Regions from separate parts of the Mus musculus genome. Here region 2 is linked to region 1. A link is a contact called in public HiChIP or PLAC-seq data. All regions are on one chromosome and are shown on one strand. Each heading gives the region's core, a stretch centred on a gene start, on an enhancer-like site or on the middle of the called end of the contact. The rest is flanking DNA. Distances are from core to core; before and after follow the strand shown.

Region 1 (4,170 bases), core at 157-2,656:
TTACTTGTGCTTTGCCCTTTTATCTTTTAGTAGCTTTCAGTAGTATGTTGATGGGCAGCTTTTAAGAAGCTTTGTGGATTTACTTCTCATTCTGCTTCTAACATTTACCTAATTGCATTTGTGTATTTTTGTACAAGCTTTGTCACTAGCAAGAAAACAGACGACTTGGACGACTGTGGCTTGAAAATGCAATGCCCCCCAGAGACTTGTGTGTTTGAACACACAGTCTCTTGCTCATGGTGTTGTGTGTGGAATTTGTGAGCCCCTTAGGAAGTGGAGTCTTAACTGGAGGAAGTAGCTCAATGGAGGTGGGCCTTCCGGATTTATAGGCAGGTTCCACTTTCTTTTCTCTCTCTACTTCCTGACTGCTGCTGCAGTGTGACCAGTTGAGCTTACACTTCTGTCTTTCCCGACATGATGGACATGATCCTCTGGAACTGTAAGCCAGAATAAATCTTCCATTAAGTTGTTTTGGCTTGAGTGTTTTCTCATAGCAACTGAAGGAAAACTAAGACAATGACTCAAAGCCAGGCCTCTCTCCAACCCTAGTAGCTTTTTGAGGAGAAAGAGGGCGGAACACATAGACATACAGATCCACTTAATGAAAAGTCCTAGATTTATGGGCCTTTGAAAGGCATATTTTGTAAATCCCTTTACTGGGAACTGAAGTGAAAATAGAGGAGACTCCGAAGACTCCTGTTAGATCAACAGCAGAGCCGGGGACCAGGAAGGAGCAGAAGTCTACCTTTGACCTGCTTTTCCCCCGTGACATCAATTGGTCATTTGAAAAAGAACCTCCCCTGGAAGGAAGTGCTTTTCCTGGTACTTTCCTCAGGAAAAAGAGAGGCAATGGCAAGCCCAGCCCTCTGGTGTTCTGATAGACAGGGGTAATTGAGATATGAGACGCGCATAGGTGTCCTATTCTCATTATCCTGAGGCCAGAGTCACCTGGTCTCTGAGAATTTCCAGGGTACCTCAAGGCATCAGACATCTACTGAAAACATACTCAGGACCACAATCCTTCCATCTCAACTGGCCATGACCTCCAGAGGTCACACATCTGTCCTAGGAGCTACATGCATTTCCTCTCTTCCACATGGCAATGGACCCAGAGTCATGCCACAGTTGGGATATGAACTCTCACAGGGTCAAGTACACCAACATCTTCTTTAAATAATAAGAAGATTCACATATGCATGTCATCCTGCCTTCTGGCCCCATGTTACTTCATGTACAGCTCCATAGACATTTGTAGCCTCCCTCAGCCTTGAGCAGGCTGGCTCAGACCTGTTCTGCCACTGTGAACAAGACCAACTAGGGTGGAGTCTTCTGACCTAGATAGGTCTATTGTTCTGCCACCTGTGCTCTTCTCCAAGCAGCCACTACCTGCTGAGAGGCTGAAACCTTTCTTCCTGAGATAAGCAACACCCTGGACCAAGTGCTGGAAGGCTGGCGACAAAGCATCAAAAGCCTGGTGTTGTGGGGGATGGGCCTTCCCCCTTTATAAGCTCAGACTCTTAAGTAAACATTGGGCCTTGATCAGAAAATTTTGTCTTGGTCTCATTATTTCTCTTGCCGTCAATTCTCCATATAGCCCCAGCCTACCTTTCAAGAACCTGGTTTGTGTGGCCACAGACAGCCACAGACATTAGCCTCTCAGGCAAAAGACCACAAGAGGTCTCCAGGCCCAGAGTACTTCCCAGATAGTGGTATTTTAGATGTTGGTTCAGCACTCCTCAAAGCTTATGGAGTAGGGATACGGTATCCTGGAAGGAGTTTTGGGATGGGGTGGGGGTGGGGGAGGGTCAATCACAGCATTAGAAAGATAAATCATTTTGAACAGGTACCAGATCCTTTTAAAAGGTGGTGGAGCCATCTAATCCTCATCTGGGGTCCCTAGAAGGAAACCTTAAGACAAATACTTGAGTGCTGAGCTTGTGCCAGGAATATGATTCCAAGAAGTACTTGCTGAGAGGGGAGGAGACAGCAGGACAGTGAGCTGGGATTAGATAAAATAATACAGCGTCACTAGTAGTTAATTGCAGACAACAATGCTTAATGGGAAGCTCTGACATCCCACAGAAAGTATAGAGTCTAAAGCCACATACCCGGAGACAAAGGAATGTGGGTCCTTGTGTTGTTTAGTTAGTTAGTAGCAGAAGAATTCCCTAGGGAGATGAATGAGATCAAGGATTGTTGGGAAACACAGCTATTAAAGACTCAGTCTACCATGACCAAGGTTGGTACAAAATGGAGGACCTCTTTTTTCAGTGGGGCTTCTTCTTCTCCACTTGACCTTATCTGAGGAGTCTGACCCCACATCCTCTACCTGAGGAATGTCGCATAGTCCTTGGTGAAATCATAGGTTCAACTCCCTTTCCCCTGGAGGGGAAGGCCCTGCCTAACAAGCACCTGGAGTTCCTCTCCATGCAAATGAGGTATTCCCAGTACCTTAAGCCTCAGCCAATGAACATTCACCCCAAAAAAGAACCTCTTCCCACTCTCCAAGGTTTATATAGCCCTTGTTCACACTGAATAACGAATCCAAGCTTTCACCAGATATTGTCTAAGAGAGCTGTTTCACTGAATATCACCCATAAGAGCTGTAGCACTGAAATCCTTGGAGAAGACCTTCTCCTACCCGAGGCTCCACTCCATCCTCTTACCCTGATCACCCCGAGGGAGGAAGCAGAACTCAGAACCACAAAGTATGCCCTGGTGTCAGAAATAGCCCTTAGGTAAGGGGATAGAGGCTCCAAAACTGGATATAGGGCTGAAAGACAGAAATCCAGACATTGCCTGGCTTCCCCCAATGTCTACAGTGTTCAATGATGGCCAAAGAGGCCATGGTCACCGGTACCCATCAAAACGCCAAAATAACCCCCATGAAGCCAAGTAGGAGATGAAGAGACTTCATAATACTTCACTATATCAATGAAGTGGGGAGGACACCAAATAGGTTTGTGGTGGCAGCTGCATCTTGGCCTCCCTCTGACTGTCCCCTCAGGGCAGAACAGAAAGCCCACCTCATCAGACCCACTTCCTGTCATCAGGCTGAGTGACATCTCTGACTCAAAGATATCATTGCTTATAAACAAAATGGTTCAGGAGATCTACAAAAGCACACACTGGGGCAAACATGTACACCCCCATTTCTCTAAGTGGCTTTATGTCAGTCACGATGGTGTGACTTAATCTCTGAGACTGCAGGCGTTCTCTGTTTGGGGTTGAATTGTGTCTTCTGAGAATTCAGGTGTATACCTTCTAACTTTGGCACCTCAGAGTGTGACTGTGCTTAGAGATGAGTATCCTCCTAAGAAGAGAATCACACAGAAGGAAGAACAGGTGGGGATATATGGAGCACATGGGGACAAACACTGTCTACTAGCCAAGGTGTCTTAGTTTGGGTTTCTAGTGCTATGAAGAGACACCATGACCATAGCAACTCTTTTAAAGGAAAGCATTTCACAGGAACTGGCTTAGAATTCAGAGTGTAGCTCTCACTGGGAGAGTGTCAGAATAAGCCTTCACCATGACCCCTAGCAGTTGCCATTCAGGGCTGGACTGCAGCATGAAGCAAGGGCAAACTACTCAAGGGGAAGAAGTAACTGGTCTCTCATGGTGACTGTGCACCTTAAGTGAATATACCTACTGCATGTGTACATGCTCAGGGTGAGACGTCAGCACTGATTGGAACTGCCACTGTATCCCAACAGCTGGAAACTTTGATTGCTCGCGTGCGTGCGTGCCTGCCTGCCTGTCTGTGTTTAAGGTCAACAATGTTATTGAGTACAGCAATTTTGGTTATGTTTCGGTTAATTTAGCCATTTTTCCCCCCTTCAATCTGCCTCATTCTGGTGTGTGAGGGCTGTACTTGATGTAAGGCGTGGTGCCGCCTCCAGTGAGTGATGGTGGGGGTGGTCATGTACCTTGCAGAAAAAGCAAATGGACAGAAGCAGCTGTGGCTAGAACCCCATTCCTGCGTGTGTAACCTACTCTTCTAGGATGGGCCCACCACTTGTATGAAGTGTTTCCCTATGGGTGATCATTTGTTCAACTCAGACTCAATGAGGATGTAGAAATGGCCTTGTGCTAGTTTTGTTTCACTTGCAATGTATAACAAAATATGAAGACAGGAGGCAACGTGAGGGAGAAAGGATTCATTCCATC
Region 2 (4,149 bases), core at 594-3,093, 580 kb after region 1:
CTAGAGGGAAGTTATAGTATCCTGGAGTCCTGACCTTCCTGCATAGACGGATGCTCAGAGAAGGTTGGGTCTCAGGAATGATTGTGTATGCATGGGCACAGATCTCTAGAAAGTATGACTACCTACAAATGGGTCCACTCTGTGAATAGCCAGTTCCCTCTGCCTTCCCACCATAATATTATTATAACGCAGCAAAGACCTCTCATCAGGTTCTGGGCACCACACCACTATGAGCCAAGTGAACTTTAGTACCCAGTACTTTAGTTACCCAGTCTCTGATATGCTGTTATAGTAACACAACATGAGCATCACTGAGAAGTTATTTCTCTGCCAGTAAAATGAACCAGTTCAATCCAGATTAAAACATATATAAGTGCAGGCTTATTGGGAAGCTGTTCTAGGGCAGATTAGTTCACTGGCCCCATGGAGGTCAGGGAAATTGCCATGAGAAAGGAAATGGAGGCAAGGGAAGAGAGAGAGAGAGAGAGAGAGAGAGAGAGAGAGAGAGAGAGAGAGAGAGAGAGAGAGAGAGAGAGAGAGAAAACCAAAATATCTGGATTACATAAGTAAGAGCCTGTCAAGGAAGGGCAGCTCAGCCCCTGGGCTGGAAAGATTGGGGGTAGAGGTGGGGTGTGCCAGGTAGAGACTGAAGGATGCTAGGAGAACCTGGATGTCAGATCTACTTTGGTATGTAAAATATGTACATTGGCCATTTGTCCTGGGTCTGAAACCCAACTATCACTTAGGCCAAAATGACATCGAATCTCCATCATGTCCAACCAGTCCCACTTGGCTTCCCTTTCACTCTCAGGCTGAGGTATTTTGCCTCGTAGGTGTCCTACCCATGATTCAAGCAGCCTAATTCTCAGTTGGCTGACCCTTAAATCCAAGCCCACCTCTACTGTCTCTCAGAATAGTTGAAGACAGACTTACCTAGACACTTAGAAAGCACCACTGCGCAGGACCTACCCCGAAGTTTCTGAAGCAATCAGTCTGGTCCAGAGCCAGGTGACTCCAAATTCAGCCGAGGCTGCCATCTGTCTCCCTTCCCCTTCTCCTGATCCAATCCCTTTTCAAAGATTCAAGACAGCCTCGAGTTAGCCTGAGCTCCCTGAACAAAATCAAAGGTATGTGTTAGTGCTGTATCCCTTGCCTTTGGGGGTCAAATTCCATCCGTGTCTACCATTCTATCACTTTACATGCTGAGAAACCCTCTTCTCAGAAACTCCTATTTCCCAATCATGGTGTTCTGCCCCAGGACGATGTGCTTCTTGCCTGTAGGGCCAGGGACTTGAGAGTGATTTAATGAATCGATCCATCCTCCACATCTCTGATTTCTGATGCCTGAAGCAAGTTCTGGGGCTATCAACTCAGAACAAGCTAGAGACACTGGTGTGGGAGGAAGGGGTTAGACAGCCTCCTTCTTCATGTTCACAGCAAGTCACTCTGTGCAGACTGGGAGGATGCCCTGATGGAACTGCCATCATCTTTTTGGGTTGTCCTGGGAGGATCCTGCAGCTGGCCTGAAGCCATTATTCACTATACAGAATATAAAATGGTGTCTTTTATCAAGTCTGTTGGAACACACACACACACACACACACACACACACACGACACATTCTCATTCTTATTTTTAAGACACCAGATTGAAACTGACAGGGAGTGAATTTTGGGGAAGATGTTGGGAGAAACATGGATTTCACCTGTTGAGCTGTCTGAGTGCAAGGAATTTATAACAATGGCTTTGTCTGCTTTCCAACCAAATGCCTTTGGAAGCCCTCCAGCTGGCCCTTTGTGTCCTGACTGAGCACAAAAAGAATCTGGTGTCACAGTGAAGACTCAAGGAAGAGTATTGAATTGCAAATGTTCTCAGCAAATCTCTTGTTTGAGCAGCACAGCACTGTGGATCTGTCTAGGGCATCCCTGAAGAGGCAATCTTGAATCCTGCAGTGGACCATAATCCTCCACTGCTGCCTTGTGCCACAGGCAAGTTCTGGATGGTTCTGGGATCTGTTTGTCAGGAGTCAGGGAGGATTCTGAATGATGAAGGGAGCACTCAGAGCATGCTTCCAGGAACACCCACAAAGTCTTGCTCGTTTCATTTGGCTGCAGAACAATGAAGAATGAGAATTGGAGTTTTATGCTAATCAGGAATCTGTATAAAAATCTCTGTCGTTAAAAAAAAAATGCCCATCAAATCTGTTCACCCTGGTTGATGATGCGTCTCTGTTCTAATGGATGTCCCAAAGTTCCCAGCATGCCCAGGTCCCTAAGATCACTGGAAGCACCCTGAGTTTCCATTATAGCTCCTAAATGATAGGGTGGCTAGTTATGAACCATGTGGGTCAAAGGCCATCTGTTAATACAGTGTAGTTCCTGCTGAATTTGTTCCCTACCAGTCTCGTAAACAGTTCTGTGCATCTGGTAGAGAGTGAAATAAGAACCTATTTTAAGAAAGATTGTTTTCTCTGTGTTAATTGCTGTGTTGTAGTGTGAATTATATGTGAATTGACCTTGAGACACTAAAACATGGAGCAAAAGGAAGTGCCCAGAGACTCAGGAAATGATACCTCTAAATCAAAAGTTCTATGATAAGTGGATACAGGGAAATTAATTTGATATTTATAAGATCGTGAGTCTTCTTTGTGTTGCCAGCTACCAAGGGGGAGGTCAGAGGATAAGACATGAGCCCCATGGAGGTCTAGAGGATATTATATTCTGAGATTACTGCATTCAGAGATGCCTAGTCACAGTGGGGAGGTGCTTCCAGGAGCACTGTCTCAGGAAGTAGAGGACTCCTACAGGACATGATCAAAGTTGCTCACAGCAAGATGGCAGTGACTTCTCCCACCCTTCACTTAAGCATAGTAAAGTAGCATTAACTCTGTCCTTCAAACCAGCCTGTTCCCAGTGATATCAAAGACAAGACTGTTTCCGGAGCTGGTTTACAGGCACTATGCTGTCCGTGGTTTCACCTGTCTGTCTGGGCACTCTCGGAGAACAGGCCCAGACATAGAAGAAAAACTGAGACTTCGGCTATTCAGAAAGCTCCTCAGGATATCAGTGGTGAGCCTGAAGCCACCACTGAAACAGAATTTTCATAGATGGTTTGAGAAATGCCTATGGAGTTTTGTCATATCCTGGGAATGACTTCATGGCTTGCACAAACTATGAGAATCTGAACTAGCTTGTGATTCTCCAAGGAACGAGAGCTACTCTGTGGATTTCTGAATGTTAGATTCCAACACAAGACTTAGCCCAAAAGTCCTACATACATATCCATTTTTATAAATTTTTAATTGTTTGTGTGTCCTGCCATGAATCCTGAAGGCTATCAGAGGCACACTGCAGATTTTCCTTTCAGGAATATGTCCTTTCTCTTTTTTAATAGACAAACCTCCCACAGTGAGCAAGTGAAGGGACACAGCGACAGGTGCTAGGAGGAGTGTTCATCTGTGGAATCTTAATCCACTGCAGGCAGGGGAGTAATTAGTATAATCACCTTGGTAAACAGTTTGACATCAGTTCCTGAAGTCAAACACACATATGTTCCACTCCACAAACATCCCACTCCCAGGTAAGTACCCAAAAGTAATTCTCACTTGTGAGTGATCAGGGGCTCACACCAATCCTTGCCAACACCATGTGCAATAAGAAAAAGCTGGAAGGAAGCTGTGTACCCACTAGAAGTAGAATGGATCAATAAACTCTGGCACAGGCACATTGCAAAATGTTTGACAGAAATAAAGATCAGTAAATGCAATGCCTCTCCCAGTATGTCCTAGTACCGGTGATGTTATGTAAGTAGAATAGTAAGAGCTGGGTCCCAAGAAGGTACATGAAAAATACACCATTTTTATGAAGTTCATATCCAATTCCCTGGTCTCGTCCTCAGCTCTGTGGCAGAACACCAGCTCTGATCCCTCTTTCTCCTGACCCTATCTCCTGTGACTCAGGAAGTAAACCTTCTTATCCAATCTTTCTTACCTCAACTCATCCCATTATCCAGCCTCTAACACCAGCAGGCATTCCCTGGGAACTCAGCAGCCATCACAGCCGGGGAAACAGGCAGGCTAACTACAGATCTTCACCTTGCCCTCCTCTATTACAAATCCAATCCCCGAGTCTCATCCCCATCTCTGTAGCA

The links. HiChIP or PLAC-seq counts read pairs in DNA pulled down with a chosen protein or histone mark.
Region 2: an H3K27ac HiChIP or PLAC-seq map of embryonic stem cells shows a contact between it and region 1, with 2.6 times the contacts expected there. The contact joins two enhancer-like sites. A contact is called at or near these places in 1 of 484 Hi-C or Micro-C datasets (embryonic stem cells) and 3 of 115 datasets of contacts at active chromatin or transcription factors (astrocytes and embryonic stem cells).

The regions. Positions count from the first base shown.
Region 1 is chr7:137,568,990-137,573,159 of GRCm38.p6, forward strand. No RefSeq gene overlaps it. Among named protein-coding and RNA genes, the nearest start is that of Gm51411, 83 kb to the right of the region's middle. Within about 2 kb of position 1,407, at least 10 of the 459 cell types and tissues checked have an H3K27ac peak or open chromatin away from gene starts, as enhancers often do. A contact at or near this core is called in embryonic stem cells, where this site is marked.
Region 2 is chr7:138,151,843-138,155,991 of GRCm38.p6, forward strand. No RefSeq gene overlaps it. Among named protein-coding and RNA genes, the nearest start is that of Gm30395, 30 kb to the left of the region's middle. Within about 2 kb of position 1,844, at least 20 of the 459 cell types and tissues checked have an H3K27ac peak or open chromatin away from gene starts, as enhancers often do. A contact at or near this core is called in embryonic stem cells, where this site is marked.